Linked DNA regions of Sus scrofa: region 2 is linked to region 1. Evidence: chromatin contacts called from public HiChIP or PLAC-seq data. All regions are on one chromosome and are shown on one strand. Each heading gives the region's core, a stretch centred on a gene start, on an enhancer-like site or on the middle of the called end of the contact. The rest is flanking DNA. Distances are from core to core; before and after follow the strand shown. Region 1 has its middle 120 kb from the start of C6H1orf87. Region 2 holds the start of CYP2J34 (cytochrome P450, family 2, subfamily J, polypeptide 34).

The links. HiChIP or PLAC-seq counts read pairs in DNA pulled down with a chosen protein or histone mark.
Region 2: an H3K27ac HiChIP or PLAC-seq map of alveolar macrophages shows a contact between it and region 1. The contact joins two enhancer-like sites. A contact is called at or near these places in 6 of 47 Hi-C or Micro-C datasets (alveolar macrophages, embryonic fibroblasts, epiblast stem cells and 3 more) and 1 of 2 datasets of contacts at active chromatin or transcription factors (alveolar macrophages).

Annotation. Positions count from the first base shown.
Region 1 is chr6:152,288,185-152,294,302 of Sscrofa11.1, forward strand. No RefSeq gene overlaps it. Among named protein-coding and RNA genes, the nearest start is that of C6H1orf87, 120 kb to the left of the region's middle. Within about 2 kb of position 3,712, at least 2 of the 83 cell types and tissues checked have an H3K27ac peak or open chromatin away from gene starts, as enhancers often do. A contact at or near this core is called in alveolar macrophages, where this site is marked.
Region 2 is chr6:152,463,725-152,469,570 of Sscrofa11.1, forward strand. CYP2J34 (cytochrome P450, family 2, subfamily J, polypeptide 34) reads left to right here and starts at 5,226. Exons shown (of 9, transcript NM_001244633.1): 1 at 5,226-5,458. The coding sequence starts at 5,249. Within about 2 kb of position 1,512, at least 8 of the 83 cell types and tissues checked have an H3K27ac peak or open chromatin away from gene starts, as enhancers often do. A contact at or near this core is called in alveolar macrophages, where this site is marked.

The sequences.
Region 1 (6,118 bases), core at 2,462-4,961:
ATGCAAAAGCACAGAAAAGTGAAAGTGTATGGTGCAGGCTTGGACTCAAAAGTAGTCCAATTTGTCTGAAATCAGGTATGTCAGGGTACAGGAGACAATGCTTAGAGCCAGGCTGGAAGTATAGCTTGGGCCAGGTTTTAAAAGACTCCCAAATGCCATTTTGAAGTCCAGATCCTGTTAAGTCAGTATTTTCCAAATAGATTTGCATTTGCACCAAAAGCTGCACAAGACTCTCCATTGAGATGCTGAAAAAAAGTCTGAACTTCTATTATTATTGCTCCAACAACCAATTAAATAAAGCACCAAGTAAACTGAAATTTAGTAACACAGTGTTGAAGGAAGAACTTCAAAAACAATCAACTACGTGGAGTTCCTGCTGTGCTGTAAACAGGATTAGTGGCATCTCTGGAGTGCTAGGACACAGGTTTGCTCCCTGGCACATTGGGTTAAGGATCCAGCATCACTGCACCTCTACCTGTGTAGGTCACAACTGTGGCTCGGATGCCCAGGTACTCCATATGCTGCAGGGTAGCCAAAAAAGAAAAAAATAAAAGGGTACAAAAAAGGTACAAGTACAACCAGTGATAGGGCTTTCACCATAAAACGTGATATTAGTACAATAAGATTTTTATACTGACAAAAATAAGTATCACTGATGTTTTTAATCCTTAAATTTTTATTTTTGTCCTATAACATATGTGATTTATGACTATAGTAGTACATATATGTGATTTATGAACACCTAAATAAATCTATATTGTGGATGTATTCTGGGATGTAGTTTACTAACAAATATGCATAATCAAGATATTTAAAGGCCATTCCAGCAGGTAAAGGAAAACCATCAGAGGGTTTTATGTAAAATACTGGCCTATTATTGTCTATTTTTGGACATTTCCTCTGGCAGCTGTTTGGAGAATGACTCTACGAGAAGAATGGAAGCAGGCAGGGAAACTATTTAAGAGGCTGTTTCAACAGTCAAGGTGAGAAATATGGGTGCCTGAACTAGTTGTTTTTTAGCGTTTAAAACTTCTGAGAGAAAATGCAGTTAAGAATATTTGAAAGCAAGGGGTACCATGTTCTTAGTGTGTTGCACGGTCCTAGGGTCTGGGGGATGCAAAGTCAGAAGAAGTACCTCACTCCTCCCAAAATAGATTAGGTTTTTGGTGGCGAGGATACAAGGGTCACACAGAATTTTTAGTTGGGTTTTCAAAAGTTATCGGGGTTTCTTATGGTAGAAATGGAGGCAAAAAGCATGTCAGGCCATAGGATTGTGTATGCAGAAACCCAGAGGTAGAAGAATGCCTGTCATGTGCAGGAACTAGAGAGACATCCTTAGATGGAACCAAGGATGAAGAGGTTAACTGGCCCCAGATTACAAAGGGCTAGGAATACCATGTTCCCAAAGGAATTTTATCCTGTGATCATTTCAAACTATGAAAAATACTGGCACGTCTAGAGTCTCATCGGTGGTCTTACATCAAGTGACAAAATAGTTAAAGAAACAAGGATATAGGAGAGTTCTCCCAGAAAGGAAGAGAGGGGGTTTGCTTCTACAACTTCACTTTATGACCACAGGGGGGCGGTCTCAACCCATCACATCGTGGAGCAGCTCAGAACTTCAGATTTCACCTGAGCTTTCCAGATAAGCACAGTCTGTGTTTGCTGCCTTTGGGAGAATGCACTTTTCGGAAATAAATGTTTTTAGGTTGCCTCTAAATAGTCCTTGGAATTTCCCAGGTCAAATTCTAATCTGTTCCTTTTAATTTTCAAACTGCTTGGGTGGCGTTCCTGGCAAGGCAGCCCTTGACAAATTTACCAAACACTCTACTTTATAAAATTCGGCACACCATGTGACCTAACCTCATACCCTCCATTTTGCAGATAAGAAAAATAAGTCCAGAAGAGGGTCATAACCAGGGAAAAAAAATACCACTGGGAAATTAAAGTATGTAGAAAAGTTTTTTTTTAAAAGAAAAACAATAGTGGTTAGGAGCATAGATCACCTGGGCCTGAGTCCTGTGTTCGTCACATCATTTAACAGATGAATAATGTCAGGCAAGGTCCTCTTTCTCTGTGCCTTGATTTTCCCATCTCACCTTCCTCAGATTAAATTAGTCCCTAAAAAGCTATTAAATGTTACCAGTACTTAACAAGTACGGCATGCATTAAGAGTTATCACTATAATTTCAAGGATTAAACTTTCACATATAAAAATTCTGGAGTTCCCACTGTGGCTCAGCAGGTGAAGGACCCAAGACTGTCTCCATGAGGATGCAGGTTTAAGCCCTGGTCTCACTCAGTGGGTTAAGGATCCGGTGTTGCCACAAGCTGTGGCATAGTTTGCAGATGCAGCTCAGATCAGATGTTACTGTGGCGTGGCACAGGGCTCAGCTGCAACTCAGATTTGACCCCTGGCCTGGGAACTTCCAAATGGCACTGGTGCAGCCATTAAAATGTGTGTGTGTGTGTAACTATATATTCTGTTGATGCTAATGTAAGTTACTTTGTTATGTGTAAAATAACGCATTTTTATCCTTATAACCTCTAATATCTTTATTATCTTTTTGAATATTTGACCCATTTAACCTTAAGGTCTCTTTCAATGTCTCTTTTAATGGTTTATTTTTCTTGTACTTCTTAGTATGTAAATTTTCTTCTTCTTTCCTTTTTTTTTAATCTGTTTACATAGCCAACAAATATTTATTGAGCATCTGTTTGTGTGCTAGTCATTGGTGATGTCACTGTGAACAAAACAGATTTTTATAAACTCTGCTCATGGAGCTTACATTCCAGTGAGGAGCAGAGGGAGAAAGAATAAACAAAAATCACAAAGTATGCTAAGTGGGTATTTGTGCTATGAAGAAAAATAAAACAGGGGGAGGAGTTGCAGTTTTACATAGGGGTCAGAAAAATTCTCGAGATTACAATTTCTGAGCAAAGGTCAGAAAGAGGCGAGGGAGGGAGCCATGTAGACATCTTGGGGAAGAGCTTTGCCAGCAGAGAAGAGAGCAGGGAGGCTCTGAGTCAGGAATGTTCCTGGCAGGTTGGCAACATTTGGGCCAGAAAGTCAGGTCTGGAGAATAACAGATAAGGTCAGAGAGATAACAAAAGCCAGAGGGCAGGGCATGCTGGGGCTTCACGAGGACCTAAGCTATTGGACAGCTTTTTGAGTAGTTGAATGACTGGATCAGACTTGTTTTTCAAGGAAATTCCCTGACATGAATGTGGATGCTTGAATGTGCATGAATGTTCAAAAAGCAATCACAGAAGCAGGAAGATTAGGCTTTTGCAATAATCCAGATGCGAGGTGAAGATATTTGTGAAAGGATGTCAGCAGTGGAGAAAGTGAGAGAGAGTTGAATGTCAGGTGTATTTTGAAAATGGACACCTGAACTTGTGGATTTACATTTGAAGTGTAAGAAACAGAGGAAAGGAGTAGGATTCAAAAGTTCTTTGCTTGAGAACCTGGAAGGACGGCCTTCTTACTTCTGAGATCTGGAAGACTGTGCGAGGTGTGGGGTTGCTAACAATCCTCACCAAGAGCATTTCCCTTGGAATTGGCTAGACCAGCTGATTTCCAAGTTTATCATGAAAGTCAAAACGAAAAGGATGGCCGGAAAAATAGGGAACAAAGCAAAGTTGTGGCGTAGGATGACTAAGACTAAAAACTGATTGCAGCAAAAACAAATCCGACAAGGAACCATGAGGTTGCAGTTTTCATCCCTGGCCTTGCTCAGTGGGTTAAGGATCTGGTGTTGCCCAGAGCTGTGGTGTAGATTGAAAATGCAGCTCAGATCCCACGTTGCTATGACTCGGGTGCAGGCTGGCAGCTGTAGCTCTGATTAGACTCCTAACGTGGGAACCTCCATATGCCAGGGGTGTGGCCTTAAAAAAAGCAAAACAAAACAAAACAAAACAAACAAAAAAAAAAAAAAAAAACACTGATTGAAGAAAACACATGAATACGAGTTCCCGTCATGGTTCAGCAATAAGGAACCTGACTACTATCTGTGGATCTGGCATTGCCTCGAGCTGTGGCATAGGTCACAGACAGTGCTCTGATCTGACATTGCTGTGGCTGTGGCATAGGCTGTCGGCTGCAGCTCTGATTCAGCCCCTAGCCTGGGAACTTCCATATGCCACACCTGTGGCAAGAAAACAAAACAAAGCATGAATATATAGAAAGATCAATAGACCCAATTGGAGGGTCCCAGTATAGATAGTATGGGGGTGGGAGAAGAAAGAGGATTTTTACTTACTAAAAAAAAAAAAAAAAAAAAAAAAAAAAAAAAGATAGCATTTCAAAGCAGTAGGAAGACAAAGAATTAATTAGCAAATTAGCCATGGGGGCAATAAATGAAGTTAGATCTTCCTTCTCACAGCAAAATTTGTCAGATGGATCAAAAATGTTAAAGTCAATATTAAACCATAAAAGAATTCCCAAGATGTGGGTAAATTATGTTATTTCAATTGGGATGACTTCTAAGCATGACACAAAGCTGTGAAGCTCAATTTAAAAAGAGATTGCTGATTCTGACTACATTAAAATATAATTATTTCTATTTGGTAGAGATACTCTAATTAAAGACATAAGACCAGGAAAAATATGAAGACTCCATCAACAACATAAATCACAGATAAGTCTAGTTCTCTTAATATGGTAGAGTAAATACAAATTGGTAAGAAAAGGATTGACTAATAGAAAAGAAGCTAGGTAAAAGTCATGTTCAGATAAAAATAAGTGCAGGGTTGTGGGATGGAAATCCTGTGAAATTGGACTGTGATGATCATTATACAACTACAGATGTGGTAAATTAATTGAATAAAAAAATTTTTAAATAAGTACAAATGGCTTTTACAGAAATGTGCAGAAATTTTTAAGCTCAACATCACTTTTGAGCTTAAAAATAACAAGTAATAAAATGTAAATCGAAGCAATTGTTTTTCATGTAGTCAATGGTCGAATAACTATTAGCTTTAAGTTGGCAAGGATGTGAGGAAACAGACACCCTGGTACATAGAAGACCACAGAAAATCTATCATGTTTATCAGTATTTAAACAAACACACCTTTGACCCAATTGTTCTCCTTTTATGAATGTATCCTAAACTCACCCAAGAAATTTTTTTTTAAATCTTTTTAGGGCTGCACCCAAGGCACATGGAGGTTCCCAGGCTAGGAGTCGAATGGAAGCTGCAGCCTCTGGCCTACACCACAGCCACAGCAATGCCAGATCCCAGCCTTGTCTGCGACCTACCTATACCACAGCTCAGGGCAATGCCGAATCCTTAACCCACTCTGCCAGGCCAAGATCAAACCTATGTCCTCATGGATGCTAGTCAAATTCGTTCCTGCTGAGCCATGATGGGAACTTCTCACCCAAGAATTTTAAAAGCACAACTACAAACACCTTCCCTGAAGCATTGTTCATGGTATTAAGTGGCTAGAAACAACAACACTGTTCATTGCACAGGTATTATACACAGTCATTTTTTTTAAACTGCATCAGTAGATACATACATTAAATGATGGTTGAGACCTTTTATAAGTGAAGATGACAATGTTGAGGATCACATCAACAGCAAACAACCATTTGTGCATTAAAGGGATGACTAGGAATACAGATACCTCTCTATGAGCAGCACAGAGCAGCTCCATTCTTAACACTGTGCCGTATCTTCAGCCCTGTTCCCCAGCAAAGCACAGTCCACCTTCCTCTCACCACTCACCTGGGATACTCTGAGATCACCAGGGATTCCACATGGACAACGCCCAGGGTCACTGCTCTGTTCTTATCTTACTTTAGCTCCACAAAGTCAACACACTGATTATTCCCTCCTTAAAAATCTTTCTCGAAGGTCCTTGATGATGCCAGGTTCCCCTGCTTCCCCTCCTATATTTTGCATGGCTTGAGATCATTCCACTACACCTTTGCAAAATGTGCTAATGTTGTGTTTCTTTGGTAAATGTCAACTTCTGAATGTACTTCCCCAGGCGTGTCTATCCATGGGTCATCTGAGAACGATTTGCTAACTTCTACATTGCCCTACATTCCTCCTCTCCCATCCCTGTTTCCTCATGACCAGTCTCTGCCTGTAAAACATGTGCTAACCAC
Region 2 (5,846 bases), core at 262-2,761, 170 kb after region 1:
CTACTTCCTTTGTAAACTCCTGGGAAGTTGCAACTCTAGAAAGCACCCCAAATGATATTTCTAGAATAAAAGCAATCAAATCAGGCCTTGAACTTCTGTAACATCTGAGATCTTGTCTTCTTTCTCCCGCGGTCAAATCATCCACGTTGGAGACTGATAAATTGGCCAAATTACTTTCCATTATATGCTCAGTCTCCTCATCTATAAAATGAAGGGCTTTGTTAAGCCATCTCTGAGTTCCATTTCTCCTCTGCTGCACATTTTCATTGGTTCCTGAAGGGAAGGCATTTATCTACTCCCTGTGGAATAGATGGAAAACCCCTGGCACTCATCCTGACCTAATAGATGCAACTGAACCCAGAGCCAAGTAGAGTGTGACCACAATAAACCAGAAAGCTTGCAGACATGACTGGGAGTAGTTGAAATTTCTGGTCATGTAAAATGTCTTTTTCCTTTTTCAAAGTTCATTGGAGAAACTCTAAAATGTATTTCCATCCAAGTGTAAAATAATTCTTAGCTGTATTTTGTTGCTCTCTTATTCCTCATCTATTTTGGACGCTCCAGAGCCCCTCTCTCTCTTCCTTTGTGTGACACATAGTGTGTCAGCACATGACATGTTCTGTGGCATCATGGACAAGGCACAGATTTTTACCACAAAGCAACCCAGGCGGTGGGTCTCTCCTCCACCTGTATCCTGCTGAGACAGACAAGCCCATGCTGCAGTGTCAGTGTCACATCAGGTTGGAGGTGGAAGACCTACAAGCAGCTGAGGAGCAGGGCACTCGGGAGATCCTAAGTTGTACAGAGTGTGTCCAGGTTGGGCGTGGCTGGACCACATGCTCCAGGGAGAGGCTCCAGCAGAGGGGCCACCTCCCAGAGCCCTGTATGTTTACAGACAGGAGGCAGGGCTGGCAAGTAACTAAGTGACAAGGACATAGCTTCCTGGTTGGGTTTCTATGTTAGACCAGGGAACCCCAGTGCTCTACCTGTTCTCCCCTGGAGCCAACTGAAGCTGCTTGTTGCTAAGCTACCAAGAGGGAAGGGGAGGCACTGGGAAGGAGTGTCCAGGGTCTTGGGTTTGTCTCTTCTCAATTCCTGACTGTGACTATCAGCTAAGCATTTAGCCCTCAAGCCTTTGTTTTCTCCCTCAGATACATGTGTCTGCAGGCAGAAACCACACTCTGGTGATGAGGGTATAAATCCAAACATGTGATCCTATCTCTGTAAGCAGATTGATGGCAGGGGACTTAGTAGACTGCAAGGGACAGAGTAATTTTATTCCTACCCCCACCCTCTCTTCCACTCTGTAAACTACTCCTTTTGTCTCTGAACGAATTTTCAGTAGGGCAGGCCCATCCCTTTTCTGGTCACTCTTAGGGAACAAACTTCCCTCTTGCTACATGCACTTCCAAGAAGATTCATTTGTCATCACATGGCGTCAGCCAGTAAGTACACAATTTATATAACTTCCTAAACTAGCTGATGTAGCTTCATTGCTCAACCCAGTTATAGAACTGGAAGCTCTGCAGGCGAGGTCAGTAGGGTGCAGCCAACTCTTCTCTAGACACCACGTGCCCCTCCTTCAACACCACTGCCTCCAGCCCCACCACACCCACCCCAATCTACCAGGGCCCTCCCTCCATGATGCTACTTCGTGCAAGAGAACAGTATGTTGTTTAATGTCCAAGTAGTTGGAAGTTTTTGTTTGATTGTTAGCTTGTTTTCGTCTTTGTGTCTTTTTAGGACTGCACCCCAGGCATAGGGAGGTTCCCAGGCTAGGGGTTGAATCGGAGCTGTAGAGACTGGCCTACACCACAGCCACAGCAACATGGGAACTGAGCTGCGTTTGTGACCTACACCACAGCTCAAGGTAGCACTATATTCTTAACCCACAGATCGAGGCCAGGGATCAAACCCTCGTCCTCATGGATACTAGTCGGGTTTGTTAACCACTGAGCCACTACAGGAACTCCAAATAATTTGAAGTTTTCTACCTATCTTTCTGTTATCGATTTCCAGTTAATTCCGTTGTATTATGAAAGCATAATTTTATTTGTGTACTGATATTTGATAGTGTGTTTTATGTTAGAATGTGATCTATTTTGGTAACTGTTCCTCATGAGCTTGAGAAAAATTTTTGTGCTGCTTTTGTTGGATGATGAATTCCTAAATATCAACCAGATCCAATTGATTGATGGTGCTGTTTGGTTCAACTGATTTTCCGCCTCCTGTTTCTGTCCGTTGGTGGTAGAGGGCTATTCAAGCCTTTATAACAATGAATTCATCTATTTTTCCTTTCAGTTCTACCAGTTTTACCTCATGTGTTTGAAGCTCTGTTAGGTGCATACACATTACAAGATCGCTATGTTTTAAGGATTGACTGTTTATCACTATGTTGTGCCCTTTTTCAATCCATGATAATTTTTCTTGCTCTGATGTCAGCAATTAACACAGCTACTCCAGCTTCCTTTTGATTGGTGTTAGCATGGAATAATCTCCTATCCTTTTAATTTCAATATATCTGTGTATTTATGTTTAAAGTGGTTCTCTAAGCAACATAGGGTCAGATCTTTTTGTGTGTATATTTTGTATGTGATTAGAAAACAAATAACATAAGATCTACGTGCTTTACAAAGTTTTTAAGTGTATAGTACAACACTGTTATCTATGAGCACAATGTGGTACACAAGGTCTGAGAAATTTTCCATCCTGGCATGACTGGAATTCTCTACCAATTGAAAAGAAGTTGTCCCATTTCCTCCTTCCCCCAATCCCTGGCAACCAGCAGTGTGGAGAAATTGGAACACTTTTGCACTGTTGGTGGAAATGTAAAATGGGGCAGCCACTATGGAAAACACCATGGAGGTTCTTCAAAAAATTGAAAATAGAACTACCTTAAGATCCAGCAATCCAAGTTCTTGGGCTTTTATCCAAAACTGAAATCAGAATCTTGAAGAGAGGTTTTCATTTCCATGTTCATTGCAGCATTGTTTATAAAAAGCCAAAAGGTAGAAACAAACTAAATGTCCATTAAGGGATGAATGGATAAAGAAAATGTGGACTATACATACAACGAACTATTCTTCAGCCACAAAGAAGGAAATCTTGTCATATGCTACAATATAGAGGCACCTTGAGGACAATATGCTAAGTGATATACGCCAGCCACAGGAGAAATGTTAATGATTCCGCTTTCCCAAAGTATCAAAAACAGACAACTCATAGAAGGAAGTGTGAAGCCTCCAGGTTTGCTCTTCTCTCTCAGGATTGTTTTGGCTATTCAGGGTCCTTTGTGATACCATATGAATTTTAGGATTATATTTTCTGTATAATTTTATTCCTGTAAAAAGTGCCTTTGGGATTTTGATAGGAATTTCACTCACTTAACAATGGATACTTTTTTAAATGTTCAATTCATGAACGTGGGCTATCTTTCCATGTATTTGTGTCTTCTTTAATTGTGTTCAACAGTATTTTATCATTTTCAGTGTAGAAGTCTATTGCCTTCTTGGTTAAGATTACACACACACACAAATTGTTAGGATTAATAAATGAATTCAGCAAAGTTGCAGGATACAAAATCAACATAAAAAATTGTGTTTCTATACACTAATAATAATCTGAAAGTAGTCTTGTTTTTTTGTCCACTCTGACAGACACTGTCTTTTAATTAGTGCATTTAAACCAATGGTTAATGTGGTTATTGATACAGATTATTATGTACCATGTTCATTTCTGTTTTCTACTCATTACTCTTGATTTTTCTTTGTCTTTTACTTTTTCTCTCTACTCTCCTTTCAATTATTTTGTATAACTTCATTTTCTCTTCTGTCCTAGCATGCCAACCCTTCCTTTATTCAAAACTTAAGTGGTTGCCCTGCAGTTCACAGTACACATTTCCACCTGATTCAAATCCACTTTCAAATAGCACTAAACTGCTTCACTCGTAGTGAAGGTGCTTTGTTATTACAATAATTTCCCTAATTCCTTCCCTCTGTCCCTTCCAAACTTGTATCATGTGTGTCACTTATCTACAAGCTATAACCACCAAATACATTGCTGCTTTTCTTATTTTGAACAAACTCAGATCAATTAAGAAAAAGAAAGTAAGAACTTTTGTGTATCTATTTTTCTCTAATGTGCTTTCCTTCCTTATTTAGGTCTGCATTTCTGACCTGTACTTTTTCCTTCCTTCTGAAGAACTTAAACATTTCTTGTTAAGGCCAGTCTACTAGTAACAAACTCCCTTACATTTTGTTTGAGAAAAAAAAAATTTTTTTTTTCATTTTTGGGGCTGCACCCATGGCATACGGAAGTTCCCTGGCTAGGGGGTCTAATCAGAGTTGTAGCCGCTGGCCTACTCCACAGCCACAGCAACCGCTAGATCTGAGCGGTGTCTGTGACGCAGGATGCTCAACCCACTGAGCAAGGCCAGGGATCAAACGCATCCTCATGGATAACAGTCGGATTCACTTCCAATGCACCACAAAGGGAACTCCCTTGTTTGAGAAATAACTGCTATTACAGTTTTTCCCCCAATCTGTCTTCTGTTGCAACATGAGTATACATGTAAGGATAACCTGACCCCCTTGCTGTACAGTGGGAAAATAAAAAAATAAATAAAAATAAAAATAAAAAAAAATAACTGCTAGATGGAACAAGAAGGACATCTGCATAATTTTGTCGGTGAAGCAATTTAGGTAAATAGGAGACAGCGGTGCCTGGCACATAGTAAGCACCCGGGAAATGTCAGGTGCTGCTGTTGTCAGGATTGTTTACCAGGGGCAGTTACAATCCTTAGGTGAGAGAATGATTGAAAAACAGGAAGCTCAGGTGTCCCTGGTGCTGAGACGCAATAAAAACACAAACCTAGAGTCCCAGCGGTTTCAGAGAACATCAGGCTCTCTAAATAGCAAATAAAAACGCTCTTTGGCAGTTTTTTTCCAGGACCCAAGCATGTTCTTCAGGAATCTGACTCCTGACAGCTGGCGGGCAGCAGGCAGCTGGGTGGGTGGCAAGGGAAAGAAGGGACCTGGAGAAGGCGGGGCCTGGGGAAGAGCTGGAGGGGTGAGTCCCTGGACGGGGCAGGGAACCTGGCCTGGCTGATAGGGAGGGGCGGGGCCTGAGAACCCGGCCAGGACTGGGGTCTGGTAGCGGAGCTGGCAAAGTGGGCGGTGCTAGGAGTGCAGTCAGACAAGCCTGGACCGTCTTTGGCTCAAACCGCAGAACTGCCGGAGATTTCGCAGCCATGACCCCGGCCTTGGGCTTCCTGGCTGAGGCTCTCTGGACCGCTCTCCGTCCCAGCACTCTCCTGCTGGGTGCCGTCGCCTTTCTCTTCTTTGCCGATTTCCTCAAAAGGCGGAGCCCAAAGAACTACCCGCCTGGGCCCCCGCGCCTGCCTTTCCTAGGCAACTTCTTCCATCTGGACGTTGAGAAGGGACACCTGGCACTTCAGCGGGTAGGAGAGAGCAAAAGTGGCTGGCCGGGTCCTGACCCTGATTTGAAGGACGAGGGCCATTCCGGGTACCCAGGGCGAGAGGACTTGGAGGGGGAGGGGAGCTCTGACGCTAAAGCTGGAACCCGGGTCCACCCGGCTTTGAGCCTGGTTCTCCTCACCATCAACTGACGTGATTCCACCTCCCTTTTCTAGGGGTGAAACGTTGTTAACTGTTTACCATTTAAATGTGGCAGAAACGATATGTTAAGTCATTTAATTGTGCGTCCTGTTACTTATTTTTTTTAATTGTTATTTCCCCAATAGTTTTGTTTTTTGTTTTTTTTTACCGTACAGCATGGTGACCCAGTTACACATACATGTATACATTCTTTTTTCTCACATTATCATG